Regions from separate parts of the Columba livia genome. Here region 2 is linked to region 1. A link is a contact called in public Hi-C data. All regions are on one chromosome and are shown on one strand. The core of a region is the stretch at or near the end of the contact, and the rest is flanking DNA. Distances in the headings are between cores, read along the strand shown.

Region 1 (6,790 bases), core at 1,832-4,331:
AGCAGTGCCCATAATGAGAAGTTTACCCGAATGACCTTTTGAAAGCCCTCTGACTCCTTCAAAACATAAGCAAATTGAAAATCTGTATTTGCAAGATCAGAAATTAAATGAAAACCTCACTTTGGCAGTCTAAAAATAAAGCCATATAAAGCAACGACCTTGCTGAATAGCAAACTCTTAAAATAATAAAATTTTCTTTGCCACAATAAATGTTTCAAATTCTGAAGCTGAAAATATAATTCATTCCACCGAGCTGTAACATTTTGTTATTCAGTTTCTTACAACTTGAACTGCTTACTGCTCCATGAAAAAAAAAAAATCTGAAGAAGAGAAACACGCTCTGGGATATTTTTAAGCCTTTTTTTGTTCATTATTGAGATCTGACTTTCCATATCCACTAGAGCAACTACAGATTAAGTGCTTCTGTGGCCTTAATAGAAACTTGAAGCTCTAACCAGCTTTTAGAAGTTAACCTAGAAGGGCAGATCCTTGGCTGCCATTCTGGCTGCTTTGGTCTACTCCGAAAGAATTTGGGGAATTTATGGAGTACTTAAATGGCAGCTACAAATTACGTTTTTTTTTCAGCTCAAGAGTGAATTACATTAAAGAAAGGGTTGTTGTAATAAGAAAAAAGCAAAATGAAACAAAGAAAAGAACCACACCTGAAGTGTTTTCAGGCTATTAATCACTTCCCTAGTATCTCTCCTCATGGAAATTCTCCAAGTCCTATGATACTCATCTTGTAAACAACTATTTTCTTTCCTTAGCTCCTAGTAAAAAAATCGTACTTGATATTTCTGTGAGAACTCCTTGGCCTCTTCTTGGACTTTGTTTGTTTGTTTTCAGATTGTAAAATGGGAAACAAACAAACAAGCACAAACAAAATGAATTAAAACAAACAAACAAGCAAACACTGTTTGGATCACGCATCCTTATGTCATTAAAAAAATCAGCAAACATGTGAATTGAGTTTAATAATGTCTCCTGAACATTTTTTATTAATTAAATAATAAATGCATGGCACAGTACTGATATTTTGGCCAAATGCTTGTTGTCAGGATATACTCTGACATAGGACAGGGGAATATGTTTTTTAATGTCTATGTATGTACAGATAAGGAACCTGGCAGACATATCCCCATAAATACTCACAATCATCACACCACTCTGGGTTTCAGTACTGCTGAATGTGTTATTTATGCAGATATATACAAAATTATGCACAACTCGCATGTTATATTTTTGTTAGAGGGAACTAAAATATATACTTCCCTTCTGAATACTTTTTAATGCACTGATCTGAGAATAGATTCATTCTTGCTTCCATGTAAATTTGCTGCTCTAAATTGAAACATCCTCCAGTCTTTTCCTACTCGTGGTGCTGCACCAAACGTTCCCTTGGAGAGGAACTTAGAGAGTAAACGTTTTGTACTTGCTCGCAAGTTTCAAAGTCTTCCTTTGCTGCAGCCTTTATGCCATGAATTTCAGTGTATTTGTACCAGGGGCAGTGGCCTCACCCAGAGGAAAATTGCCCTAGTATATAGGTTTATGCATTCACATTGTACACACATCCGTGTTCACATATTGAATAAACGTTTAAAATGCTGTGCAGATGTTAATTTAACTCTTATCTCACCACCACTTAGTTTATCAGAAGAGAATAAAAGCAAAATGACTTGCTCAAAGCAAAGCAAATAATCATTGGCAAACCTGAGGCCACAAACAGGAGTGAAGTAAAACAACAACAACAACAATTTGGTGGTACATACACATTTGAAAAGCTTTTTAAAGTAAAAATGTCAAAGTTGGGAAATAGTGAGTTTTGCTTTTGAAAGTTGTTATAGTTCCAACAACTACCATTTCTTCATCTGGCATTATTTCCGCTTTAAATATTTTAGAAAATGAAATATTATGGGTAAACCAAATATCCACACCTTTTCCACTTCGACCACAAAATTCCAACACACAAACGCTTTATTTCAACAGCATTTTCAGTATTGCTCTCAGAAACATTAAAACAATTGCATCCCAAACACTTCAAAAATTAAAAATCACATTTGCAGTATCTTGCAGAATTATCTCTTGAATTTCAGTGCAGTTCGGAGGGCCTGGTAACGCTCATTTTGCGCTCATTCGGTGATGTGGTGGCACGCTCTCTGCCCTTATCTGGGACAGAAATTAGCCCAAGGTCACACAACCGACACAGCTGGTTACTACTGCGCTTTATCTCCATCACCGCACAAGCGCTGCCTGCGCGAGGGCTCCAGTCGCCCCGTCGGGCTGCGCAGGGAATATTGGGCACAACAGTTACTGTGACATGTGGCAGTGCCGGGCGGTGCGGGGCTCGGTGTGCGCGGGTCTCGGTGTGCGCGGCGCTCCCCGAGCTGCCCGCCGTTCTCCTCCCTGGGTCCCGCTGGGTCCCCTCACCGCGCGCGGTGCCGCCGCCGCCCCCCGCACAGCGCCCCCCGCGGTCCCGGGGCTGCCCGGTGCGGGCACGCGCTGCCGCCGCAGCCCCGCGCGCGGCCCCACGCGCGGCCCCGCGCACGCGCGGTCCCGCTGCCCTCCCGGTCCCGCTGCCCTCCCGCGCGCGGGGCAGGGCCACTCGTGACGCCACGGGCCGGAGCGCGCGCCGGCGGGCGGGGCGCCCCCGCCGCTCCCGGGCTCGCGCTTCCCGGCGGGTGCGGGCGCTGCGCGCGCACGCGAGCTCCGCCACCGCTTTCCCCCTCCGACCCCCCCCCCCCCGGCCCCTGCCGGGCGGTTTGTGACGTCAGCGGTCGCCGAGGAACGGGGCGCAGGTGCATCCGCTTCCTCCGGGCGGGAGGCAGCGGGCGCGCGCCCCTCCCGCCGCTGTTCTCGCTGCGGAGCGGGGGGGTCGGGCCGGGTCGGTCTCGTCTCTGCCCCGCTCCCGGTGCAGCGCAGGTGCCCGGCCACAGCGTGACAGTCCCCTCCGCACAGCGTCCCCGACGGGCGGGGCGGGCCGGAGGCAGAGCCGGCGGCGAGGCGGCAGCAGAGAGCCGCGACGGCGCGGCCGCGGGTCGCTAGGGGGAGGCACGGCACCGGGAGACGGGGCAGAGCCGCGGCGGCCGCGCTGGCTGGCAGGAGGCGCCGGGCCCGCTCGCCGCCAGGGGAGTGCGGAGGGAGGAGAGCAGAGGACGGACGCGCCCCCGACCCGGTTTTATTTTCCCTTTCGGCGTCACCTCCCCCGGCGGGCGGCGCGGGCTGGAGAGAGAAGAGACATTTATTTATTTATTTTCGTTAAGGGTGGGGAAGACCTGCGCGGGGAGGACGCGCCAGCTGGCGGAGAGGAGGGCACGGAGGCAGCGCCGTCACGGGAGGAGGCGGCGGCGGGGAGGAGAAGCCCGCGCGGAGGAGAAGCCGGCGCGGAGCTTTGCTTAACCTCGCCGCGCCTCGCCCGCCGCGCAGCCCCTCCGCCGCTACCGCCTCGCCGTCCGTGGCCGCCGGAGGCACCGGCGGCCGCCCGTCCTCATGATGGCCTCAACCGCCACCTGCACCCGGTTCACCGACGAGTACCAGCTCTTCGAGGAGCTCGGGAAGTAAGCACGGAGCCCGCCGGGCGCGCCCCGCCGTTGGGGACTGGGGAGCTGGGGCGGGAGGAAGGCAGCGGTGACACCGAGGGGTCGGTGCCGGGAGGGAGCCATGGCCGGGGGCCGCTTCACCGGTGCTGAAAGCCCGGCGGGGCGCCCCGCTGTCAGGGCCACCTGGGGCAGCGCCCTGGCCCCAGCCCTGCGCCCCCAGCCGGGCGGTATTAGCGGGTGCGGGATCGGGCTCCGCGCCCGCCCGCGCGTCCCCGCGGGTGCGTCCGGCCCCGGGGCGGCGGCAGACTCCAGGCGGGCGGCGCGGGGCTGCCCCCGGCCTCCCGACGCGGGAGGCGCCGGAGCTGCGTTATGGCCATTTTTTATTGTTATTATCATTATTGTTCTCGCTGTAGCGGGTGGGGCTGGGGGGTCGGTCGGTGACCGGCGGCCGTTGGGGGCTCACGCGCGCCGCTAACGGCCGGCGCGCGGGGTGGGGCGCGGCGCCCCCCGGCGGCGGGGCGGGAGGCGACGCGAAGCCGCGGCCGGCGATTCTCAGGTCCCGCTCGCCATGTTGGTGTCACCGGGGCGGGGGGGACGGGGCCACCGCCGCGCTGCCCCCGCCGTGTGTGTCGGGCTGGGGCGGGTGAAGACGTGCCGCCCGGCCGCCCGGCCGAGGAGCGCTTCGGCTCCCACTCGCGTTTCTGCCCAGAGTTTAGTGCTCGGGTGAATAAAATCAGTGTGGATCGACATCGCACCTCTCGCTGACGCCCGTTACAAGCCTCGCGCCGGCGGTGGCAGCGACTGTTGCAGCTGGGCTGACACTTTGTCTGCTTCTTGGTTTCCAGAGGGGCGTTCTCTGTCGTGAGGAGGTGTATGAAAATCACCACAGGACAAGAGTATGCTGCCAAAATTATCAACACCAAAAAGCTTTCGGCTAGGGGTGGGTATATTTTCACCCAGTATTTATGATACCTTCTCCCCGTTTTTCTTTTTGCATTCTTGTGGAAAGCGTCAAAAAACAAAACCAAACGAAAAGAAAGCCCCAAACCACCATCAACAAAAACCCCCAAATTATTTAATTTTCCTAATACATTCTTCCCCCCATTTCCTTTAAGAGCGCTTGTTCTTTTTCCGTGTTAAATGTGTCATGTATTGATTGCATGGAGGTCTGAGGTTGTTGCAAAGCATTTCAAGATGTACAAATTCTAAAACAATGTACCGTAATGCAGCCTCTTTATTTTTGTATCTAAATAACTTTGGATATCAGCTTGCAGGCATTTTACCAGCTGATTTTTGGAGGGAAGGCTGGGAAATAAGTTTCCATTATAGTTTTTATTTTAGTGTGATATAGCTTTACTGAATTCTGTGTTTCCACCGTTGCATTTAAACATGAACATCAAGGCCTGTCTGACTATGAATGTGTGAGAAAAAGTACACTGCTACCCTATACTAGACTTTGTTATGATATACAATAGGAAGGAAATTGTCATTTTATCAACTAACCATTTGTGAAGCAAGTCATTCTGATTAAGTGATGGACTGTTTACTGTTACAACCCAGCCATAATACCTGCTGTACAGCTTGTTGATACTTTCTGTGTGATGTGTATGTTTCCTAGATATTGTCAGTATCAGTGGATATGTCTGTGTGATACATTTTAGGAAAATACACACATACTATGGGCTGTTGTTGTCAAAAGCAAACCTTAATTGTGATGTGTCAACTCCTCCTTAAGTCCAGGTCAGAGTGCTTGTGCTAGGATGTCAGGGATTATGGATTACTATCTGTTAATGTTATCTGTGTTTTGATATGAATTTGTGTTGTGGTAAAGAACACAGTAGTGAACAAGCAATGTCAGAGTGTAAACCTGTTCATGGCCTGGTTTGCTTTTGATGCAAAGGAATCGCTGTAGGTAAATGGCAGCCTGTATTCACTAAATTTAAACATAAAATATTACATATGATATAAGGGCATATTCTGGTAGTGTGCTGCTCCCTGATAAAGATCTTTCAATATTGTGTCAATACTCTTATTTTCAGCTGATGAGAGTTGTGTGAATTTTAGTCTTTGTACTTTTGACTGTGGGATTGGTGTTTCAAAACATACTTAAATTCAAAATACTTTTTTTTTTTTTGGTAGAGTTATGGATTTAAAGGGAGAGAGCCTAAGAAAATGGTAATACTTGATAAAATATTTTCATAAGGTTGCTTAAAACAGATCTTTCTTTTTTATCTTGTTAGCACAATAACATGATCCATTGAATTTTGATGCCTGAAGTAAACCACCACATTCTGTGCGATTTCATAGATCTAAGTACCTTTGAATGCGAGAAGCTGTTGCGATATGAACATGAGATTACTTGGTGAAATACGCGTTATTGTCAGAACACATGTGATGCTATGTCCATGAATGCAGCAAATGCACTTCTGTTTCTGTTTTCAGAGATCCCAGAAGTAGTTGACATCTTTTATTTGCTTGTTTGTTTTTGCGGCGGTTGTTTAGATTCTTAGCTTTTTGAAATCTACGAGGCAGCTTTTGAAGAGCAAACTTCTTAGAAGAATCTTCAGATTCTTATTAGGCAATTTTTTCATTGCAGAAGGGTGCACTGTAATTGAATTCATGGTGCAAAAACTAAACATTAAAAAACCTCAAACTGTAATACTTTCTCATGGGTGATCATAAGTATACAGCTTATAAGTAAGGTACTTCTTTCCAAATCTAAATTGTGAGTCTCATGTTGCTCACATTTGAACTGCTTTTTGACGAGGTAACACTTTTGTGTTTCATGCATCTCACTTGAAGCACCAGTTATAATGTAAATCTTAAGGACTGTTCATTAGATCAGCTTCCTGTGTGAGCAGAGTTAGAGGCTCTTGCCTTGGAAATGCCTATCGCTTGTACAGTGCCTGGTGCTCTGGAAGTCTTATAAGCACAATGTTGAACTTGGGCGTTCCTGCATGCAAGATGGAAGCACAGTTTAAGTGTATAATACAGAATCATTTAGGTTGGAAAAGGCCCTTAAGATCGAGTCCAAATGTTAACCTAACGCTGCCAAGTCCACCACAAAACCCTGTCCCTAAGTGCCCTATCTGCAAACCCCTCCAGGGATGGTGACTCAACCACTTCCCTGCGCAGGCAATGCCTGACAGCCTTTTCTGGTAAGAAATTTTTCCTAATATCCAATCTGAACTTCCCCTGGTGCAACTTGAGGCCATTTCCTCTCGTCCTATCACTTGCTACTTGGGAGAAGAGAC
Region 2 (6,790 bases), core at 1,738-4,237, 170 kb after region 1:
TCTGTATCTTCTGTCACCAGGGCACCCACCTCTTTCATCAGTGGGCCTACATTGCCTCTGGTGTTAGTTTTATGTGCCACGTATTTGAAGAAGCTCTTTCTGTTGTCCTTGACCCCTTTCGCCAGGTTTAATTCTAAGGAGGCCTTAGCTTTCCTAGTTGCCTCACTACGTCCTGTGACAACAGCCTCATATTCTCCCCAAGTGGCCAGCCCCTCCTGCCATGATCTGTAAACTCTCCTCTTCCACTTGAGTTTGCCCAGAAGCTCCCTGTTTAACCACACAGGTCTTCTGGCTCCCTTCCTTGACTTCCTACGTGTCGGGATGCTCTGATGGTGAGCTTGGAAGCAGCAGTCCTTGACTGCTAACCAACCATCAAGCAGCCTTGCCCATGGGATTTCCCCTAGCAATAGCTTAAAAAGGCCAAAGTTGGCCCTACTCAAGTCCAGGGTTGCAATTCTGCTTGCTATTCTGTTCCTGCCACAGGCGATCCTGAACTCCACTATTTCATGGTCACTGCAACCAAGGCAGCCCTCAACCTTTACCACTTCAACCAGACCCTCCTTGTTAGTGAGGATGAGTTCCAGCAGTGCTCCTCTTCTAGTCAGATCCTCCACCTTCTGCATGAGGAAGTTATCATCAAAGCACTGGAGGAACCTCCTGGACTGTGGCTGGCCGAGTAGTCCTTCCAGCAAACATCAGGGAAGTTAAAATCCCCCACCACAACCAGGGCCTGTGACTGTGAGGCTGCTCTCAGCTGTCTGTAGAGGCCTCATCAACTTCCTCACCCTGATCTGGTGGCCTGTAACAGACACCCACAACAGTGTCACCCCTGCCAGCCTGCCCCTTAACTCTCACCCACAGACTCTCAACTCCTCATCCACCCCTGAATAGAACTCAAAACATTGTAGTTGCTCCCTCACGTAAAGAGCAATTCCACCACCACGCCTGGCTGTCCTGTCTTTCCTGAGAAGGACATAGCCATCCATGACCACATTCCAGTCAAAAAAACAAAGTGAAATTTCTTTCAAAGCTGTCACTGCAATTTGAAATAGATCTGTGAGTTCGGAAACACAGTTCATTTGGTATGAAAATCATGTTTCATCAAACATGAATTTTGTGTGCACATGATTGGAAACATATTAGTCTTGGCACATCAGTCTGATCTGGTTTTGGAGGCCCTGTTTCAGTCTCCTGTTGGGACCATACCACTTTGTGTAAGTAGTTAAATACTCTGTAATTGAGACAGACAAGCACAGCAGCAGCATGGTGATTTCAGGCCCTGATGTGGTGCACTTTCATAGGGATCTGGATAGGGATCTTGTGTCTAGAAGACACAAGTAGGAGTTTTTGCTCTTTTTTGTTCAGGCCAGGAATATGAGCATAAGTGTCCCTTGTACAATGTCAGTGCCAAAACCACTAAGTGAATATTTGAGACAGCTTTACTCTGTTCTTTTTCACTGAAAAATAAGTAAGGAAGCATGTAGGTTTTGCTTCAATGCAGCTCAAAACAGTTGCTGATATCTCCCTACTGACAATAGCAGAAAGGTTCTCTTTCCCTGAGCACCTGTCAGCTAAAGGTGCCACAAAGGCTGAAAAATGCAATGAGAATTAACACAAAGCTCAGAGCAGGAAACATTGCAAGTCTCTTTACTTAAATAAATTGATGCATTTCTTTATTTCAATATGTGAACAGATACAAATAACAAAGGCTTAAAAATCCTCACTGCTTCACTGATCTGTTCTTTGTTATGGATTTCTCAAGATCAGGACCCTGAGGTACACCAAGAGGCAACATGGGAGAATATTCACTCTCTCCTCCATAGTTACGTAGATCTTGGTGTTTGAGTCTTAACAAATTCACACCTTTCTATAATCGCTGTTTCCCAGCTCTTTGGTGCATAAGACTAGCTTTTCACACATGATAAAGCAGAGCTGCTTTAGTTCCCACAAGTCCTACGCTGTCTGCCAAAAAGATGTAAGGGGGATATCTGAGAGAGTGGAAGAGCTGGGGAATGAGGAGTATACAGTTTTCATTAAAAGGCCTTAGCAGCTCACAGTACTCATTTCTGAGGAGGAGTAGCTGGCATGACGATCTAAGCATTTTGATGGCAAGACCACAAAGCAGTCGGAAGGTTTCTCCATCATTAGATCCTTTCACCTTGCTGTCAAAACACCCCGCTGCTGCTCCCTGCCCCTCCGCTCGGATGCTCACCTCTGCTGCTGCCTAGTGCTCACACCCTGCCTTCCTCCCCTTCCCAAACTAATCCTCCCTCCACAAGAAACCCTGAGGTTATTACCACGTGGCATTTATCATGTTAAAAACATCGTGACAACCTGTGCCACTTCTCAAAATGAATCATTTACTTTTATATCTGAAACTCTACTCCCTCCATTCTCCTTATTTTTTTCCACTTACCTTTTTGTCTCTTTCTTTTGTGTGAGAGCATTCCTGGGGCACAGTCAGCAGGTGGAACTGAGTGTAGTGTTGCCATGCTCTGGTGCCTGATGGAGAGGCTTTTAAAGACATTGGGTAATTAATCCTTACTATGTTGCCTACCTAGTTTTATGGCTAAAAAACTGACAGTATATAATTTGCTCAAGGCCACGAAGTTGATGGATGGCAGGGGTTTCCAGGAAGAAGGGTGAGTTTCATTCCCTGAATGACAGTGATTACAGTCTGAGAATGAAGGATTTATGGCCAGAATTACAAGGAGAGCTTTGGGAGCTCACACTCCTCACTGCATGCCATGCAGCACATCGTGGTTTGCGGCGTTTACTCATTTCCGAAGTCCCTGTGACAGGAAGCTTTCTGCTTTCCAAGTTAGTGGGGAACAGGCAGTGTCCCAAGTAAGTTCCCACTGAAAAGCAAGGTTCATGTTTATCCTAGCCACTGAAATTACGCAGTGGTTCCCAAATCTTGAGAAAAGCTGCATCAGAACATTCTAAGGGCAATATTTGAATCAAGTGTAGCAGCAATGTACTGCTGTTCTCAACAGAGCATGTGCTAATACCCTGTGAGTTTTGAAGGTCACACTAGTTAATTATATTAGCTAAAATCAACTTTGTGCATCTGTCAGCAGTTCAAAGCCAATACATCTGTAAAACATTAGCAGTATATTTTCTTTGCAAATCCTGAAAAACAAAACAACCAAACAAAATAACAACTATGATGGGGGACAGGGGGGGATGGACACACACGGCGGGGAGAAAGAAAACAAAACGCACACCAAAAATGTCTCTCAAAAAAACCCGAAACCCAAGTTACTTTTTTTTTGCCACTGATACTGACCTGCTAAAGCAAGAAGAACCTGATGGCATGTTTAGATGCCAGTTGAATCTTTCTGAGCTGGCAGTTAGACAAATGGAGGAGAATTGAGATAGTGATGCTTGATGGAAAAGACATAATTACAGGGTTTCAGTTTTACAGTGACTTGGTTAAAATGTAATGCTACAGTGCACACTCACGCATGCAGAGTCTGAAGCAGAACAAAAGGTTGTCTGTTACATATTTTTGCAGAAGTGACTTTTTAAATGTTCTTCAATAATTGGAGATTTTCAAGCTCCTCGTTTAAAGGAGCTTTCTTTGTTTCCACTGAAATGAATACATTGATAATTTTCAGTAAAAAAAAATACTTCAGTTTGAAGTGAGCTCATACAGTGAAGGATCATCCTTGTCATTGGGTCCCCGACACGAAAAAAACATTCTTCTATGAAGAGGCAAGACCAAGGAAACCAGATAACTGCAGAAATCTGATTGCACATAAGGGCTGCCAAAGGCATAAGAGGAGTTTGATGAGCAGCCCAAGATAGCCACACTACCTGTACAGTAACATGCTACTGAATTTTCTGGGTCCTGCTCCAGGTACCTGAGCAGAAAAAATATGCATTGCTACTCAGGTCATGGCTGTGCAATTCTGTCATTTGGCTCTTGTTCAAAGAGACCAGTTCCTTTCTGCTGGCTTGATGCAGTTCAGACACTAGTACAGGGTCAAAATCCTCCCTAAGAAGTGGCTGCAAAAGTTCTCATTGTGAAAGAAGCATTTGAGAGCATGTTTCAGATCAAGTTTTGTGGTCCTAAATCTGTCTGTGTATCTGCTATACAGAACAGCATCACAAGTTGTACTGTGAAGAGGCATCCTTGACACTTTTAGAAGTCAAAGGGTGACCAGCCAAGTAATTGGTGTCCTCAGTCTGTAATCAAGTGTGATTGAAGGGGGAAGTTAGGGGCAGTAAAAACTTCTATCATTCATCGTTTCATTAGCATCTGCTTGCAAAACTTAATGTTGACTTTTTTATTGCTTTTCAGAAAAGTAAGCTAGATAACAGCTTAAACATATTTTTATTATCAGGAGTCAGTTCCTTCCATTTGCTACACTTTCATCCGTCTTCCAGGAGCTTCTGAGACAAGAGGTAGAATTTATGTATGTGTGACATGAAATAAATTTCTTCCATTTACAACTTCCATCTAATTTGGAGGAGTGTGTGTCTTTGTGGGAGCTATGAAAAATATCTAGGCCTGCTTTATTCCTATTTCTTTGCTCCACAAAGAAAATTAAAAGGTACACATGAAGAGTAAACTAAACCAAGTTTAGGTTTGCAATCCAGAGCATGCTGGGGGTCTAAGTCCCTTTGGGATAATTCACAGTTTCAGTTGTCCAAGCAGAAGGAGCTCCATGTGCAACTGGTTTGGCTGCAGTCAAGTCATTTTGTCGATACGCAAATGGGTTTGACCAGAACTGCTGATTTTCATAAAATAATGAATACTTTATGTTATGCTCTGTGGCCAGAGTCTGGTGGGATTAGCTGTCCCACCACATGAAAATAGCCTCAGAGGAGGCATTCATCAATTCTGAGACAATTTATTAGAGTACCTGCTTTTTATTGTTGTCAGCAGTGACAGCTGTGATATGATGATGAAGAATCTGAGCACAACCTACATAAATGCATATTTATATCTATGGGAAACACTCATTTTGCTTTGCTGCTGCCAGCCAGTCTGTCTCCTCTCAGGAGTCAGCTTAGGTCAGAGGAGTGAGAAATGAGATGCTTTTGATTCGTAACTCAGGATAACATTTGAAAAGTTTCTAGCTAGGAATACTTTTTATAGCTGAGCTGCAGCTTCTCATAAGAGTTTGGTTTCAGGGAATGAAACAGTGGTTATGGAGAGATATAATGGAAGTGCAAGGGAGAAAAATACTGTGTTCACATCTTCCATTTTCTCTTTAGACTGTAATTTTCCCCTTCTTCCTCCTTTGCAGTCAAATAATAAAGTGTGAATTTAGTGGCAGCTGACAATATAGAGATAATACAGCCATAGTGGAGGCTTTCTCATCCACTTCTATAACACATATCTTCTTTGAACTGTACATTTTGAGGTATCATAGATACTGGTGAGCAGAGGAAAGCTCCAGAATAACACTATGAATATACAAGAATTGTAAATGGAAAAAAAAAAATCAGCCTAACAAACAACTAAGTGATAACGGGGGGCAGAAATTGGTTACCTCTGATAGAAAGAGGGAGCAGTTTTATTTTGGAGCTCATCCAAAACTGCCTAAGGTGATTTGAATCAGTAACATCTGAGTATACCATGATCGTGATTTCAGTAGCTTCTGCAAAGAGGGCTTTTTTAAATGCCTCAAGGTATGTGTATGAATACATCACATACAGGCAAATGGCAACCTACAGGTGAAAAAATCTCTTAATGGTGGATGTAAAAGTTGAGGCGGTATCAGAAATCTTAACAAATAGATAAAATGCTGTCACTAATGGCAAAGGGGAGGTTAGAGAAGAACTGAGAATGAATTGTATAAAGACTTAGTACAGTAAGAGACTTGGACTCTGCTCTGATCCAGTCCCTGGTACCAATTTAGCTCTATATTCAGTGATTGATACTGCACAAAAATTTCTGTTGAATGTTAGTTCAAGTCTAATAGCAAGATGATGCTGAAGATGCTTGCAGTCTTGGGCTAAGAGCTTAAAAATTTAGACGTCCTGTCACTATCAAACTGGGTCTGAATTCCCATCTGCAGTTTTACCTATCTCCTCCTACGTATTTCCACATCCCACGAGATCAGTCATTTTCCTGTCTCTGTAACATATATATTTGTAAGTGTTGTCCCTGCACAGGAGTCTCTTCCACACTGAAATACTGTCCTCCTGGGAGACTAGCCAGAGAACCTGGACACCGTTCAATATTCGAGTGACTTTATGTCCAGAATCTGCAACAGCTTTTCTGGTGTCTTTGAACTGTCAGGAAAGCCCTGTAACTGCCACCTCTCTCAAATGTGCTTTTCAGACTCTCTGGTGCAAAAACCTCAGATAAATGGCTCGGAGATTTTCAGTGTCTTTTTTTTTTCAGCATGTTTGGAGTAAATGTGCAAAACCTATTGCTGTATGCTATTCAGCTGTGACAGATAATAAAATAAGCGGGCCAGAGAAATTAGGAGCAGAAGCAAAGACCTCTAGGCAGCAATGTAATATAATACAGAAAAGATATAACTCAATTGGAAATAGCCAGCTGGCACTAATGGCTCATTTGTTTAGACTCATATTTCTAGACTGTCTGGCTTTTGGTGAGATGGGAGCAAGGAAAATCATGCCTGCCTGCCAATGGCTATCATTAAAAGCATTATTAAATAGAGTCATTGGTCTGCAGCTATGGAGGCACTCAAAACCTTCTTGATAATCGGAAATGGGTTTAGGAAACTGTCAAGTACCTGAGAAGACAGAGCTTCCCCATCACTGTCATCCCAGGAAACTTTATCTTCTCAGGTACTTGACAGTTTCC

The links. A called contact is a pair of places that touch in the nucleus more often than the background predicts.
Region 2: a Hi-C map of liver shows a contact between it and region 1, with 1.9 times the contacts expected there. The contact joins the enhancer-like site here to the promoter of CAMK2D in region 1. A contact is called at or near these places in 2 of 2 Hi-C or Micro-C datasets (crop and liver).

What each region holds. Positions count from the first base shown.
Region 1 is chr4:69,365,180-69,371,969 of bColLiv1.pat.W.v2, forward strand. It overlaps CAMK2D (calcium/calmodulin dependent protein kinase II delta), which reads left to right and starts at 3,082. Exons shown (of 21, transcript XM_065062256.1): 1 at 3,082-3,554; 2 at 4,382-4,476. The coding sequence starts at 3,487.
Region 2 is chr4:69,534,819-69,541,608 of bColLiv1.pat.W.v2, forward strand. No RefSeq gene overlaps it. Among named protein-coding and RNA genes, the nearest start is that of CAMK2D, 170 kb to the left of the region's middle. Within about 2 kb of position 2,988, at least 1 of the 3 cell types and tissues checked has an H3K27ac peak away from gene starts, as active enhancers do.